Linked DNA regions of Rattus norvegicus: all the other regions are linked to region 3. Evidence: chromatin contacts called from public Hi-C and HiChIP or PLAC-seq data. All regions are on one chromosome and are shown on one strand. Each heading gives the region's core, a stretch centred on a gene start, on an enhancer-like site or on the middle of the called end of the contact. The rest is flanking DNA. Distances are from core to core; before and after follow the strand shown.

Region 1 (2,748 bases), core at 213-2,712, 240 kb before region 3:
AAACCCCTCCTCCTCCCCACCCTCCTCCTCCCCTCCCCCCACCTTTTTTCAAGACAGAGTTTCTCTGTGTAGCCTGTCCTGGAACTCACTTTCTAGACCAGGTCTCAGAGGTCTGCCTGCCTCTGGGATCAGAAGTATCTGACAGCAGCTGTAGCTCTGAGAGAATTCTGAAGGAGGGTCCTCTGCTTTATCTGAGGAGTACTCAGTCCTTTCAGATGTTAGACAGACAGCTCTAAACTGACCCAAACTGGCTACTAACTCAGCTTTTGGCAATCAGATCCACAATGCCTCACCAACAAACGTTAGCCCGGCAGTCCTGAGACTAGCAGGACACCACTTAGAAGGATTTGAATTATCCCCAGTGCAATAGCATCTTCGCAAAAACTGGTGAGAAAGCATCTAGTCCTCTGGGCTAGCTACTATTAAGAACTAAAAAGGGCTAAATACATTTAATGCAATAGCAACTTGTGTTAGGTTCTAGTCTAGCAATCAACAAGAGTCACATAGAAAAACACTGAGAAACTTCTATCTGTAAATTAAGACATTTCCACCATCTAGGAAGGGACCACTTAAGGGGGGTGGGGGGGGTCTTATAAGAGTAGATTTTGAAAATCATAAAATTCAATCCCCTCTTATTGAAAGCAAGTGATTTTCCCTGATGACATTCAGCAAATCCCTAAGGGCTGTGATGAGCACGCTGCATCCCTTTCTCTACCCCCAGAGTCTCTACTAAGTGAAAAAAATTATTTTAATGAGAAGCACTATGTTCTCTCCAGGGTGCACCTAAAGTATCTACAGAAAAGACACCCCGAGGAGTAGGGTCGGCACTCCCTGAACTGGCTAAGAGGTCAACTATTTTAAATAGGCATTGCTTCACAAGAGTTTGGCGCCTGGATTCTCCACCTCCAGTAGTCTTGGGCGGGGGATGCTCCAGGGGCGGTCCACAGCTTGCGAAGCCTGACTTGAGCCAGCCCAGCTCCACCGCCGTGGCCCACTTCCCAGCCCCTAGACTGTACCAAGGCTGTCAGCCCCTAGTAGCCACACCCGCGTGGACAGCTCACAGCTACTGTTGGGATCCGGGCAGGGGACTGAGTCCTGAAGGCGCACGCACCGCAGGTTCGTACCGAAGCACAGGAGCCGAGCCTCGAGCCTCCACCGCCCGGTAGGCTTCCGATCTACGGACGCTCGGTCTCTCCTGGCCAGGTCTCCATGCGTAGCACCCTCTTGGCTTCCGCAGTTCCCGGGGATGAGGCTCATCCGGCCTGCCGCACTAGGTCCGCATGGCCTGCTCCCTGGGGATGCAGGATTTGCCAGCTCTCGCCGCGGAAGACCCCCAGACTTCAGTGCAGCCGGGGGCCGCGGCCGTGGCGGGCCTAGTGCACCCGGAACCGTTTCCGGGGCGGAGGCTTTCTCGCAGCTGACCCGGCGCGGACGGTGACGCGCAGGCCCAGGCGGAAGTGCGGGCGGAGGATCCCGAGTCGGATCCCGAGCCGGATCCCGAGCCGGGCGCTGGGCTCGGGGCTCGCTGGGGCGGCTGGCTCCCGCGATGGCGAGCCTATGGTGCGGAAGCCTGCTGCGGCTGGGCTCGGGGCTCAGCATGTCCTGCCTAGCGCTGTACGTGCTGCTTCTCGCGCCGCTGACAGGCGCTGCCAAGGTGAGTCCCGCCCCGCCCGGCTCCTGACAGGAGCTCCGCCCCTGCCTTTGGCCTGGCTGAAACTGGGGCTGACCACTTGCTCCCCACTCTCGGGTCTCCCAATCCCAAAGCCAGATCCTCCGGCTTCACAGCCTGCGTCTGCCTTCCCCAGAGCATCCGAACCCTCAGTCCCGATAGTGCCAGAGCCGGGTCTGCAACCTTCTGCCTCTTGACATTTCCCTTCCCGGCCCTGACAGCGCACACCCGGAACTTTCCAGCCCTGGGAGCTTTGAACTTTCCACCTTTAAACTCCGGCAGCCCACCCCCACACTTCACCAGCTTTCAGCCCTCAATCCAAACGATGGGAAACCCTCATCTTCCCAAAGTCTTCCCTACTAGGGACTAGCTCCCCTCAACTCATTTATAAGCCGATTCCCTTGCCATGGTGGGGGCTCGACTCTTGAGGCAACAACCTGTTACCAGGAGGATCTATAGGGCCACCCCACTAGCTTGATATTCTTACCCAGATCCCTTCCAGAAACACACATACACACACACTTTCCCCCATTCTGTTTCTTAACCATTCTGGTCCCTTCTGGTGCCCCAGAGCTGCCCTGGACCATGAAAATATGTGCTTTCTTCCCAGTGGGCTAACTCATTTTTGGGCAAAATAGAAAGACTCCGTGTTGTAATGGGAAACAGTGACACTGCATTTTTAAAAGAAGAGTTTACAGTATTTTTAAATGCTATAAAGGGCTGGGGAAGATAGGTCACAGATAGGCAGCTGTTTTCATGTTGTTGTTTTTTTTTTTTCTTCAGTTTTTCTGCTGTCATCAGAAATAGGGAGAGAAAAAAGTTTCCCAACTTTTGAAATACTGTTGGTACCCTTTGTATGATGTCAGACATTACCATTTTTATGGTATACATGATACATGTATTTGTCCAGCTCCCCTGATAGGATTTGTCCCAGGAAACAGGAGCCCTGTCTCTTGCTTCTCTGAGTCCTCCTCATTGAACACAGGCTCTGTCATAGTGGTTACTGATGCATTTAGGAGCTGTCAACAGCTCTGCCAGACCTTTCATTGTATCTAGGAGCAGTGGATATGTCTCAGTGG
Region 2 (2,700 bases), core at 198-2,697, 150 kb before region 3:
CTGGTCCTCTTCCCTGCTGCCATGCAGGCATTCTTTCTTTCTGCGTTGGGGGAAGAATCACCCTAATTTAAGACTGGAGATTTAGAGAGGCAAGTCCATCCAAGTGTAGCCCAGTTCTCTTGTAGGACTCACAGGTCAGTGAGCTGGAGTAGAAACTCACTGTTTGATTGTGAGTTTGGAATAAAACCTATACTGACTTACTTAGTTCCAGGCAGTGCCTTTGTTTTCCAGTGTATCAACAGCCGCTGAAAGATGGGGTTTTCCCAGTGTAGACAGAGCCAGTTCAACTTGTCAAAGGTAAAGTCTATCAACCGTATAGACATCCCCTCTGATGTCAATATGATGATCATAAAGAGTTAATGGCATGGCACTACAATTCGTCTCTGATACCTGCTTTTGGAAAAGGAACAATAATCAATAGTTTTGTATTAGTTTGGTTCTTGTCATTAGTTGTGCTCCATCATGAGTAAGTTGAATTATTTCCAGGATGAATCTTAAACTTACTATTTTTAGTGCTTGTCTTCTTGCAGCTGAGTATAAATGTCTCTTTAGGATATGTGACAATTCAGTTGGCTTGGGTTTGAGACAGGCCTTAGCTTTAGAACCTGCTTATGCTCATCTACATACATTGGTTCTTTTGAAATGCAGCCAGTGTATGTAAATTATAATGTGATCACAGACTAAAAACCCAGGGACTCATGTGTGCTATATTCCCAGTCCTAAAATTGTAAATTTTGTTTTGTTTTGAGACAAGGTCTTTCTATGTAGACCTGGCTACCTTGGAACTGGTTGTATAGACCAGGCTGGCTTTGAACTCAGAGATCTGTTTGCCTCTGCTTCTCTAGTGTTGGAATTAAAACTGTGTGCTATCACTCGCCAATTTCCTAAATTTTGAAAGTCAATTTTTACTATTGCTCTTTCCACTTCCAAGGTCTATTTGTAAGTAATTTATGGGAGAATTCAAGTTACATGTCTTCATAGCATTGCACTAAGTAAGTATGGGTCTGGAATGAAACCGATTGTTATACTGGGTTAATAATTTTTCCTTCAAATTCCACTGATAAGTAAGACTGTCACCAGCAACTTGTTTCTTCATTGAGTCGCATTCTTACAGTTCCTGTGGAGCTTTGACTTCAGACCTGATCCTTGCAACCCTAGAGCTTTAGTTCTGCTACTGGCTGCAGTATCCAGGGTAGCTTCTTTTAATGTCTTTTCGGTTTAGTAGGGCTCCTGGGCCCAAAGCCAGCAGAACGGAAAGAGTGCTTGGGTTTGTTTGAAGGCAAGCCGGCTGTACAAGGCAGCTTTTCCCAGACTTTCCCAGCTCCGGCTTTTCCTGCATACCAGCAGAGCGGCTTTTTTCCTCTGGTGATTGAAACCATCTGGACTGCAGGGGGGTCACGTGTGTATGAGAAAATGACATAAAGTTTCTGATCCCCTTGTGCTTCTGCTCCAGATCCAGACAATCCTTGGTGGATGGTGCCGAGGTGAGGGCGGTGCGGTCTGGGGGCCCGACTTCCCACCCTATCCTAGTCATTGTACCCCCGCCCCTGTGCAGCTCCCCTCACCCCCGCCCCCAACACCCGGGAGCACAACCCTCCTCCGGGCTGCAGCAGCCCACCCTTTAGGACTCCTGTGGAGGCACGCCTCCCCTGGCCCTGCAGCCCGGGGCGCGGATAGCCTCCCGCCGCCCGCCCTCTCTGCGGGAGCAGTCTCCCTCCTCTGGGCTGTGCGGCGCCCGTGGAGCTCAGACTGTGCGGAGCTCCCGGCAGGCTCGGGCGGAGGAGGTAAGTGGCTCCCGGTCACTCAGGAGTCGCTGCTTCTGCTCCCCGCCCGGTGGCGGGCGCATAGGACTCGGACTCCGGTTCTGCGGCTCACCAAGCCCTTCCATTTTCTCTACTCCAGGCCCAGGCAGGGGCTCCTGCTGCGTGAGTACTAGGTGCGGGCCGCGGTTTCCAGAGTTGGTGGGGACTGCCCTCCTGGGCGATCGTGGCCAGCCCTGCCTTCCGGTCTGGCCCGGGCTACGCAGTGTGGGGTATGAAGCGCAGACCCGTGTGGAATTGTGTAGAACTGCTGGATGCAAGTAGCCTCAGAGACAGAGTTAAACTGCATTTACCTGAGCCCTTGCTGCTTGAGTGCGGCTGTGTGAGGAACACGCGTGTATGCTCAGATACGGCACACGCACAGACTAGCTTCTAACTCAAACAAAGGAAATTAACTTTGTCTTCTATCACTTGGTTCCGTTAAACCGGGTTTGTTGTTCGCTGCCTCCTTATGCTTATACGCTTTCCTGTGTTAACGAAGTGACCTAGCATTGAAGGAGCACACTTCAACATTTGTGTTGCTTTCAAGGTCTGAAAATCGGACTGAACATTTTCTAGTTTTTAAAGGAATATTGCAGTGTTGTGGAAAATTTTGTTTGAACATAGTTTATAATCGTTTAAATATGGGTAAAATAGCTTCTAGCCGAATGAAAGAATTTGCCATAATGCTGTCTCAGACCAGCTCTCTATCTCATTTTCCCCCAGATGTTTCTGCTTTTTCATTTCAGGGTCTGGGGAGTGGTAAAGAAATCATTAGTTCATGTCCGAAATGTTAAGGGCCACAAGGAAAACAGACTATATAATTGCTTTGTTTTGTTTTCTACAAAGGGTCTTTTCAGAAGGAGGATGCCTTAATTTTTTGGGGGGGGGTCTGCAGGGG
Region 3 (2,820 bases), core at 293-2,792:
CCAATTCAATTACCTGAAACAATTCTACTAAAATGTGGATTTCCTAACAGGTAATGGCCAAATATATACATAGGCTTGAATTTCAAACAAGATAGCATATTAAAGGTCCCATTAAGAATGACAAGCCAATTCACTCACTGATCGAACAACGTCAATGATGGGAGCAACTCCATTCTTGTTTTTTGCTGCATTGACCCGTGTCTGCTCGCTGACCAACGTCCATAATTTATCCAGGTTGACAGTTGGGCAGAAGCTCTGGTTCCTCTTCAAGTGGTAATGCCTCATGCCAACTTTGCCGAAGTAACCTGGATGACTAGGAAGGAAGGCAACCATCTTCAGAGCAAGCTCATCTTTCTAGCTATCTCCTATCGCAGTATAAATGTTCACTATTGTAAACATTGACACGGCAGGCACCTGATATAATTTTTAACTGGCTGTCAGGCCACTCAGTAGAACCCCGCCCTCACTTTTAACAGGGTCCCTAAACAGGGTTGATCTGAAGTATGTCACTAACCTGGTGACTGACTGCGCCATAAAGTCCACAGCCAGTGAATAAGGTCAGTAGTTTTTCTTCGAGGACTCTAGCACACTGAGGCAACAAGCAATACCTGAGCGTGACTCTAGCCTCGGACAGGTTCCCTCAGTTCACATGCAGTGTTTTGCTCGCTAAAGCTAATAACCAACGTTAAGAAACCGTTTCCAGAGAGAAGCTGTTCTAAGTCATCCCTTCTGCCCCCACTTCCGAAACACTCACTATTTGTCAAAGTTGATCCTGTGGTGATGCATGCCTCCAGCATTCCCGCGGCCTCCTGGGTGCTTGCGGTGCTTACCTGCAGGCACACAAAGCTACATGAATGACTTCTACCTGCTCGCATGCTCTCGTTTGTTCTCAGTTTACAATCCGTTTCTGAGCATGAGTTATCAAGACTCAGGGATAAACCTTTTCGGCCTTCCGCCCCCACTACCAACATAAAGTAGGGAAACTGCTATGCCCAGGCCTCAGAAATGTTTTCTTCGACTTACAGTTGTCTACTTTCCAACACAACTCAAAGGCCAAACGCCTAGAAGGCCCACACTTACCGATGCGACCGTGGCCGTGGCTCACGTGGCCCCGGAGTTTCCGGGTCTTCCTCAGTCTGGATGGCTGTATGGGAAAAACAGCAAAATGGTTAGGCCTGCCTAAGGAAAGGGGAGGTTGGAGAGCGAGCAGCAAGGCTTGCCTGCCCGGATTATGCCTGCAAATGAGAACTTGCCTTTTGAAGGATTCAGCAAGGTTGAGGTTACAGACCGGGAGCGCGTTCAGACGCCCAGGCCCGCGCGTCTAAGGCGACCCAACTCCGGTCGGAACACGCGGCCCCAGGTCCCTCGCCCCAGACCCAAGTGAGCCATCCCGCCCCGCAGGCTACTTGCAGCCATGGAGACCCACTAAGACCAGGGCAAGCAGCCGAAAGGCAGGGAGGTAGAGCGCCCAGCCGCCACAAGGAAGCGGAGGCCACGAGAAGAACACCTACCATGGCGGTGGCAGAAAAGAAAGAGGGAGGAGCCCACCAAGTCTCGCGAGGTAGAAGGCGCGGGGGTGGGACTAAGGCTCCATTTCCGGCCCAGAAGCTGGCCTCGGGAGGGGCTCAGACGTCAGCGACTTCCGGCGCCCGCCTCTTCCTTTCCGTGTGGGTGGGCGGGGTAAGCGGTGGCGCCCGCCCCCGGGAATCGCGGTTACCACCATGCTTATCTCTTTCTGGGGCTTGGCGGGCGTTTTCTTAGTACAATGCTCTCTTCTGGCGCTGTTGGTTCTGTCTCCTGGCCGCCATGGCGGTGTCTCAGAGCATCTGCAAAACTTCCACAGGTCCTCTGGTCTCCCTTGAAGGGACACTGCCCTTCTCTTTTGCTCTTGTCCTGTCAAATTTGAACAGCCTTCTGCGCTTCAGGGATCTAGATTTTGAACTATTTTCTATAAACACATTTGAATTTTCTCCAGAATCTGGCTGGTAAGCTTTTAGTCCTCTGGACCCGAGGTTCCCAGCCCGGTGTGTTCCTCATGCAAGCGATTCCTGCGTGAACTTTTTTGGACCTGTTTTGTTACTTGTTTACTTGAACCACCACACAATCTGGCATGTAACTCCAAATTACTAAATTACATTTTTCTTCCCGATTGAGCCCAAATTCTCTAAGGGTTCAAGGATTGACCAGTATTGTTTGTTTGTTTTTTCCCCTTAAATCCATGAGTTCCTGACATGTAGCCTGTTTACTAAGAATACAAAAATGTCCCACTTGTGCACAAGATCCTCTCCCCTTAACTGTTTTGTTTTGGTTTTTCTGACTTGATCTGTTAAACTAAAGAGTATTCTAGTTAAAATACCCTAAATTCTTATGTCTATTAGGACCCGTTTCTTAAAAAAGAGTGGGCAGATCCCATCCATCTGCTGGCTTCTTATTTAGTGTTCAATTCATTACAATCTAGGCAGTTTGGCTTTAGCCACACCATTGCCTCAAGATTTTTTATTTGCTTGTTTTGAGACAGGGTCTTACTCTGTAGCCAAGGCTGACCTGCATATATGTACTTCCTGATTGCTGGAATTACACTCCTAATTGGTTTGATGGGCATGATGGTCTATTTTAAGATTTATTTATTTATTATATATAAGTACACTGTAGCTGTCTTCAGACACACCAGAATAGGGCATCTGATCTCATTACAGATGGTTGTGAACCACCATGTGGTTGCTGGGATTTGAACTCAGGACCTCTGGAAGAGCAGTCAGTGCTGTTAACCACTGAGCCATCTATCCAGCCCCGGTGTATAACTTTCATATGTGGACTATA

What was found. Hi-C and Micro-C count contacts between places; a contact is called where the count stands out from the background. HiChIP or PLAC-seq counts read pairs in DNA pulled down with a chosen protein or histone mark.
Region 1: a contact with region 3 is called in an H3K27ac HiChIP or PLAC-seq map of oligodendrocytes, with 3 times the contacts expected there. The contact joins the promoter of Tmem9b here to the promoter of Rpl27a in region 3. A contact is called at or near these places in 1 of 12 Hi-C or Micro-C datasets (psoas muscle) and 1 of 1 datasets of contacts at active chromatin or transcription factors (oligodendrocytes).
Region 2: a Hi-C map of liver shows a contact between it and region 3, with 2.6 times the contacts expected there. The contact joins the promoter of Dennd2b here to the promoter of Rpl27a in region 3. A contact is called at or near these places in 5 of 12 Hi-C or Micro-C datasets (the A7r5 cell line, liver, mammary epithelial cells and 1 more) and 1 of 1 datasets of contacts at active chromatin or transcription factors (oligodendrocytes).

The regions. Positions count from the first base shown.
Region 1 is chr1:173,216,764-173,219,511 of GRCr8, reverse strand. It overlaps Tmem9b (TMEM9 domain family, member B), which reads left to right and starts at 1,462. Exons shown (of 5, transcript NM_001398743.1): 1 at 1,462-1,654. The coding sequence starts at 1,547. It overlaps LOC134483769 (a long non-coding RNA gene), which reads right to left and starts at 597. Exons shown (of 2, transcript XR_010060740.1): 1 at 1-597.
Region 2 is chr1:173,128,231-173,130,930 of GRCr8, reverse strand. Dennd2b (DENN domain containing 2B) reads left to right here and starts at 1,447. Exons shown (of 21, transcript NM_001395094.1): 1 at 1,447-1,484. It also overlaps the pseudogene LOC134483768.
Region 3 is chr1:172,973,295-172,976,114 of GRCr8, reverse strand. It overlaps Rpl27a (ribosomal protein L27A), which reads right to left and starts at 1,542. Exons shown (of 5, transcript NM_001106290.1): 1 at 1,512-1,542; 2 at 1,081-1,144; 3 at 755-830; 4 at 139-313. The coding sequence starts at 1,514. LOC134478799 (small nucleolar RNA SNORA3/SNORA45 family) reads right to left here and starts at 631; the gene lies at 502-631. It also overlaps a transcript of Trim66 not described here.